2 separate regions of the Sus scrofa genome follow, and region 1 is linked to region 2. The links are chromatin contacts, called in public Hi-C maps. All regions are on one chromosome and are shown on one strand. Each heading gives the region's core, a stretch centred on a gene start, on an enhancer-like site or on the middle of the called end of the contact. The rest is flanking DNA. Distances are from core to core; before and after follow the strand shown.

Region 1 (3,290 bases), core at 238-2,737, 300 kb after region 2:
GGAGGGGTACCTTAAGAGAAATGGCTAGAAGGAAGAGGAGGCTCTGCCTTTCAACCTCATCTCCATGGGCAGTAGGCTTCCTGGCCTTTTACATGGGTCGTGGGGAGGGGTGCAGTTTTCACAGCTGGGGGGGGGGAAGGAAGAGAAGGGTCCCACTGGCAAAGGTCATTGTTAAAACTCAGGAGGTGGAAGCATCAAGTTCTGGCTTCTGAGATCAGAATCTGGGCTGACTGGCAGGGTCAGTGGAGTGAGAGAGGAGGGTGGGGTTGCCAGGGAGCCCATCTTGGTGTGCCATTCACACCAGGCTGAGGAGTTTGGACCTGAATGGGTAGGAGCTGAGGAGGCACAAAAGGGTCTGGATGGAGAAGTGACCATCTCAGCCCCTCTAAAAGCTCAGCCCACATGCAAGCATTGGAGAAAAAGTCATTTTCCTTTTGTGGGTACAGCCTCTGGACACCTATGTGAAAGACGTGTTTTGGGGACTTTCCTGCCACATGATGAGTTCTTCATCGCTACGGTCAATGCCAGAGAAGGCAGTGGGACCATTGATGCCCTGGAGCCAGTGTCACTGCAGACTCATGAGAGGGGGATTCAGCCCCCCCTGCTCAGAGCTTACCTGCAGGGGGTGCTGCTTGCCCCCACCCCATACCTCCTGGAACTCTTACCTGGGATGGTCACATGCCAGACCAGGACAGGGTGGAGAAAGCAGGCCACGGACAGCAGCATGTAGGCCAGAAACCTCTGGAAGCAGCCCAGCCAGTGAGCCTTCTCCTTTGCTCTGTAGGCCAAGGACCCTGGCTGACACCTGAGGAGAGGAAGTCCAGGATTGGCAGGAAGTAGGAACATTTGGATAAGTCCCAGCAATCTATAAAACCATTGGAGTCTGGGATTGGGTTTATTGGGGCCATAGTCTCTCCCCCCTGCCCCTAGGGGCTAAAGTCCTTACTATGGGTTCCACAGTTAAGGGCCTTGCCTGAGGCCTCTCCTGAGGGTCTCCTGTACATTTTCTGAAAGGCTGCTCAGCTCTGTCTTTCTGGTCTAGAGCAGAGGGAGGTAAATGCTCTTAAGTCACTGCAGAGGCAGTGGGAAGGAGACTAGGACACTCAGGGTACACTGGGAAGTCCACAGGGCAGTAGAGAAGGCTGGATAGTTGTGAGGGTTATACACTGCAAAAAGGACCTGACCACATGGTTGAGAGGTCTTGAATCCAGCTGCACTCTGATCAAAGGTGCCTTGCTTAGGCATAAGGTGGCATCTGCCCAGAGGGGCTTCTCTGTTAACCGGACACAGGGACCACACATGGGCCTGACAGAGGCTTGATACTGAGCTGGTTTCCTCAGGGAGCTGCCTCCAGGATGCAGAGGAGGAAAGTGTTTGCCTTTAGATTCATCTCCTTCATCCTCTGAAGTGGCCTAGAATGGGGTTCTGCATACTGCATCCTTCCCCAGGCTGGCTTTGCAGTAGCATAGCCCTCCTCCAGTGTTCAGCTGCTGTGGCTCATTGCTGCCCCCCAGTGGTCATTATTTTGTGACAAGCCCCTGGCTGGGAGTGGAGGGAGAGGGTAAAAAGCCCATGTAGGCCCTAGGGCTCCTCCTTCCTCTGCTCCTGAGAGGTTGCTAGAGTCTGGTGGAAGCCTTCTGCCTCAGGGTTGGTAGCCCTTGGAGGCAGCCAGTGGCCTTGCAAGATGCTAGGACAGCTGGGTTTAAAGCTTGCCTCTTTTGCTGACCATGTGAGACCCAACCATCCAGGTCCTGAGAACTGTGGTCCAGGGCCAGCCTTCGGCCACCTTGATGATAGCTTCCATGAATTGAGCATGACTGGGTAGAGGTAGAGGCCTCAGGGCCCATGTAGCCTCCCAAGACTCTGCAAGCTCTGCCCTCCTGCCCCAAAAATGGGCAGGGGTGGAGTGGGGTGGGAGCTGTGACCCTGGCTTGTCCCTGGGTCCCAGCAGAAGGCAGAATCAGTTCTCAAGGCCAGCTCTGTGTGCTTCAAGCTGGCCTCCCGCTGGGTCCCCACCTCCTGGTGGATGACTCAGATGGCGGGTTGAGTGACTGGCTGTTTATGGAAGGTGGGGATGGGCACTGCAGGGGGATTCTGGGTGGGGTCAGGTCCTAAATGGATGTGTTCATCCTCTCCCTGGTTTGGAGAAGGGAACTGGGGACATTGAGCCCCACAGGCCTGAGCCCACATCCAGGCTGGGGCTCTACACAGGCTCATGGCTGCTTTGGGAACAGAACATCTCCTCGGCTGTGGCCTCAGAGTGGAGGCATCTGGGAGTGCTTGGAGCTGGGGGTAGTGGTGGGATCACTCTGGAGGCTACTTACTGGAAGCAGATGGCCAGCAGCTGAGCCACAAAGTAGGCCCCTTCGATCACAGAGACGGCGGCTCCTATAAACCTATGGTGGAGACAGGTGAGGGAGGTGACACCCACTGACCCTCCCTTTGCTTTCCTTTGAGTGTCTTCTCACAGCACCTTGGCCTCCTGGGCATCTGTGCATAGCCGAACTACAGACCAGGAGTTTCTTTATCTAATCCTGTCTCTTGTCCAACATCCTCCAAGAGCTGCCTGGATTCCAGGGCCTGCACTGGGTGGGGCCAGGACTCGGTAGTGAGGATAGGGGTGGTGGCCGGGGCCCAGAGGTGGGCAAGGGAGCTGCAGACCAGCAGAGGAGACTGCCTTGATCCTAGCACCCCTGCATGGACACTGGCAGCCACATCCTTCTACTTACTGCCTGGTTGTCTGAGCCTTAAAGCTGGAGCCATTCCTGACCCCCTTCCTTCTTGTCATCCCAACAGTCACCAGGAAGGGTTGACTGTGTTCCTTCGATAGCCTTAGAATCACTCCCATTCTTTCTGGTCTCACTTGTATTGCTCAGCTCAGGGCCTGCCCCCTGAACCCTTACACCAGCTTCCCGTTCGGGCTTCCTGACTCCCTGGCCCTCACCTCCTCGCCTCCTGCTCCTCCACTGTCACCACCAGGCTGCCCGAGGCTCCTTCTGAATCTGATCAGAGTCCTCCCCATCCAGACTGCTTCAGTCTCCTCATGCTCCAAGGGTCTAGGGACCCTCCAATCAGAATCCCCTGGGGAATATGGAAAAGCAGAGATTCCTGGGCCAGCTGCAGACTGGATGTATCAGAATATTTGGGATTGGAACCTGGATCTTTCATTGGCAGACCTCACTGGGCTATAGAATTGGCCTGTACAATTTCTTAGCATGCTTTTTTTTCTTTCTTTCTTTTTTTTTTTTTTTTTTTTTTTTGTCTTTTGTCTTTTTAGGGCTATACCGTAG
Region 2 (3,297 bases), core at 523-3,022:
GGAAGCTGCCTGGTCTGCCCTGCCTCCAAGCTGTCTCTCAGAGCCGAAAGGACAGGAGCAGGGTCCAGGCTCTGCTGGCGCCATCTCAGTGTCCCCCCCCGAGTTGGGTAGGAGTCTGAGGTCCGCTGGCCTGTGGGGTCCAGCTAGGCTCCACTTTGGCCGCTTGTCCAGCTTCCGTCTCTCTGAGATACCCAGTGCCAGGCTCTCCGCAGAGGTGAGCCGGCCCGGTGGTGGCTCCTGGCATTGTTCTGACAGTTTGCAGAGGACCAAGGGAGATGAGGAAAGGCAACGTAGGTTTTTGTGAGAAAGAGTCGAGTTGTCTGTTATCCTTACTCTCCTGCTTTACTCTTGATGCAGTGGTGGCGAGAGTAGAATGTAGTTCTTTGCAGGGGTGCTTTTTGTTGATTGGTTGGTTCATACCAGCAAAAACCTGGCAACACAAATGTCCCTCCAGATTTTCTTGCAAAAAAACTTTTCTGATCCATTAAAACCTAGTCATCTGGAAAATGTGGTCTGGGCTCTTTCTCCACCATAGGAGGCATATGGTCTCCCAAGGGCTGTGTGAGTGTCCCAGTCACAGCCCCTGGGGATGCCCACAGCCTTTATCAGATTTTCCAGGTGGTCTGTGTTTCTTCTCCACACTCAACACTAGGAACAGCTACTGTAGTCTGACCCCTGTGGATGGTGGGGAAACTGAGACCCAGGGAGGGCGCTGCTTTGTGTTGCGAGACCCCTCTGACTCAGGGCTCTCCTCCCAACCCACTCTCAAGAGATCTCAGCCAGTTTCTGGAGTATCTAGGAGGAAATGCAGCCAATTTCTAATTCTCCCACACACTCTGATTCTGCCCTGCTGAGAGAGGCCCAGACCCAGGCCCAAGAGATGGGGTTGGGCTCGGGGCTCATCCCACCATTTAAGATAAAGGAGGCAAGGAAGGACATGTGTTGAATTAGCAGCTACCTGCCCAACTTCTGTCTGTTGGAGTCCTGCCCCGCAGAGGCCTGCTGGTATAAGCCGGGCCCCTTCAAAGGCGCTTGAGGTTGACTGTTAAAATGCTGGAGATGATGGGAGTTCCTGTTGTGGCTCAGCAGAAATGAATCCTAATAGTATCCATGAAGATGTGGTCTTGATCCCTGGCTTCGCTCAGTGGGTTGGGGATCTGGTGTTGCCATGAGTTCTGGTGTAGGTCGCAGACGCAGCTCGGATCTCATGTTTCTATGGCTGCGGTGTAGGCCAGCAGCTGTAGCTCTGATTTGACCCCTAGTCTGGGAACTTCCATATGCAGTGGGTGTGGCCCTAAAAAAAGCAAAAACAAAAACAAAAACAAACAAACAAAAAAGTGCTGGAGATGAAAGGTACTCGGGTGCTGGATCATCTAGACGCATTGCAGAAGAGCACCGGCTTGGCTTGGAAGGCCCAGCTCCCCTCCAGCCAATGGCTCCCAAGGATTCCTCTCTTGGCTGAGCTTCAGTCCCCTCATCTGTGGACTGGGGCTGAATCTCCCTGTCTCACCCTTGCGAGGAGAGCTTTAGAGATCAAGGCAGTGCTGACAAGTCACTCTACTTCCCTTTTTAAACTAAAAAAGATTTTTTAGTGCAGCATATGTAAGTTCCTGGGCTGGGGGCTAATTGGAGCTGCAGCTGCCAGCCCACGCCACACTTGTGGCAACACTGGATCCTTAACTCACTGATTGAGGCTAGGAATTGAACCCACATCCTCATGGACACTATGTCCGGTTCTTAACCCGATGAGCCACAACAGGAACTCCTGCACTTCCCTTTTTAAAGGATCCACCCAACGCTCCTTCCTCCAGGCTGTGCAGCTGCTCGAGGAGGTAGGAGGGTACTGAGGGCTCAGGGGCAGGGGCCTGGCCTGGCTTGTCCCAAGGACTCACTCACTGCTCCTCACCACTGGGGGCATCAGGCTGATGGGAAGTTGGCCCCGGGGCTAAAATGGAGATGACCAGATGACTGGGGTGGCTGGGCTACCATAGCACCCTGCTGACCCAATTCTGAAGCCAAGGGCTGGGGATGTGGGTTGGGTATGTGTGTAGCAGGAGACACGATCACCATCCCCAAGCTTGGGGCTGGCTCTGCTTTTTGGGCCTGAGGAAAGAAAACGCTTTTTTTTTTTTTTTAAAGTCACCTTGGATCCTGTGCCATAGGAGAAAATGGTCCCCGGCTCCCAAGACAATGCCAGGAATCTGTCCGTGAGGAGCCCGGCCAGGAAGAAAATGAGGGAGCAGAGGGCTGGTACCTTATGCCAGCCCTAGGCCACCACTAGGGCACAGAAATAAGTAAGGTGGGTTCCTTGTCTGCCAGGGGCTCTGGATCCCTGGGAGAGACCACAGGGGAGGATAAAGGCGGTTTGGACACAGGCCTGGAGCGGAGAGGAGCTCGTCTGGGTGATTAAGGATGGCACGTGGGATGTGTTCTGAAGGAAAAATAGGAACTTTCTGGGCAAAGAAGAGGGAAAAGCCCCCTTTATCCAGACTAGCAGTCTGGGGAGGCTTTTGCCTAGATGGGATCATAAGGATATGGCTTTGTGTGTGTGTGTGTGTTGCGGGGGTTGTGAGCTGTTTGCATTGACTGGAATGTAGTGTGTAGAAGGAAACCTGTTTTAAAAGAACTCCTTTATTTAATTAAATTAATGAATTTATTTTTTATGGCTGCACCTGCGGCACATGGAAGTTCTTGGGCCAGGGACTGAATCTGAGGTACAGCTGTGACTTACATGGCAGCTGTGGCAACACCAGATCCTTTACTCCACTGCGCCAGGCCGAGGATCTAACCAGCGCCTCATCAGTGACCTGAGCAGCTGCAGTCAGATTCTTAACCGACAGAGGGAACTCCTTGATTCCTTTATTTTTATGGCAACCAATTCTTAATTCATTCAACAAGAATTTATTTGGGCACCTACTATATGCAAGAAATTGGACTGAACATAAATAGGACAGAAAATAATCATCCCGTTTACAGCAAGAACAAACGTCTATCAGTTATGCTGATCTGCTCTTGCTACCTGTGGAAGCGCTGAGCTGGGTGTTGGGCTGGAGCCACATAGTCCTGCTCTGTGTAGGAAAGGCCCCTGCAGTGTTTACACACATTGATCAAAGTATGGGATTCGCTAAAGATGGAGGAACAAACAGGGAAATACACCAAAGCTTAGCTCTAGCATGGTCCAACCTGGGAAGCCTTTGGTTTGAAGCCAGTAGCCCTGGGCCTGCAGGCGGAATCCCCAGGAATCCTAAGGTCTTTCCCGCCCACCTGGAGAGCTGAAGTCAGGGTGCTCAGAGCAGC

The links. Hi-C and Micro-C count contacts between places; a contact is called where the count stands out from the background.
Region 1: a contact with region 2 is called in a Hi-C map of alveolar macrophages, with 3 times the contacts expected there. The contact joins two enhancer-like sites. A contact is called at or near these places in 9 of 47 Hi-C or Micro-C datasets (alveolar macrophages, embryonic fibroblasts, epiblast stem cells and 5 more) and 2 of 2 datasets of contacts at active chromatin or transcription factors (alveolar macrophages and skeletal muscle).

What each region holds. Positions count from the first base shown.
Region 1 is chr14:91,151,719-91,155,008 of Sscrofa11.1, forward strand. It overlaps TMEM72 (transmembrane protein 72), which reads right to left. Exons shown (of 4, transcript XM_021072810.1): 3 at 666-805. Among named protein-coding and RNA genes, the nearest start is that of RASSF4, 15 kb to the left of the region's middle. Within about 2 kb of position 1,488, at least 10 of the 83 cell types and tissues checked have an H3K27ac peak or open chromatin away from gene starts, as enhancers often do. A contact at or near this core is called in alveolar macrophages, where this site is marked.
Region 2 is chr14:90,856,364-90,859,660 of Sscrofa11.1, forward strand. ALOX5 (arachidonate 5-lipoxygenase) reads right to left here. Exons shown (of 15, transcript XM_021072736.1): 15 at 2,846-3,297. Among named protein-coding and RNA genes, the nearest start is that of ALOX5, 49 kb to the right of the region's middle. Within about 2 kb of position 1,773, at least 3 of the 83 cell types and tissues checked have an H3K27ac peak or open chromatin away from gene starts, as enhancers often do. A contact at or near this core is called in alveolar macrophages, where this site is marked.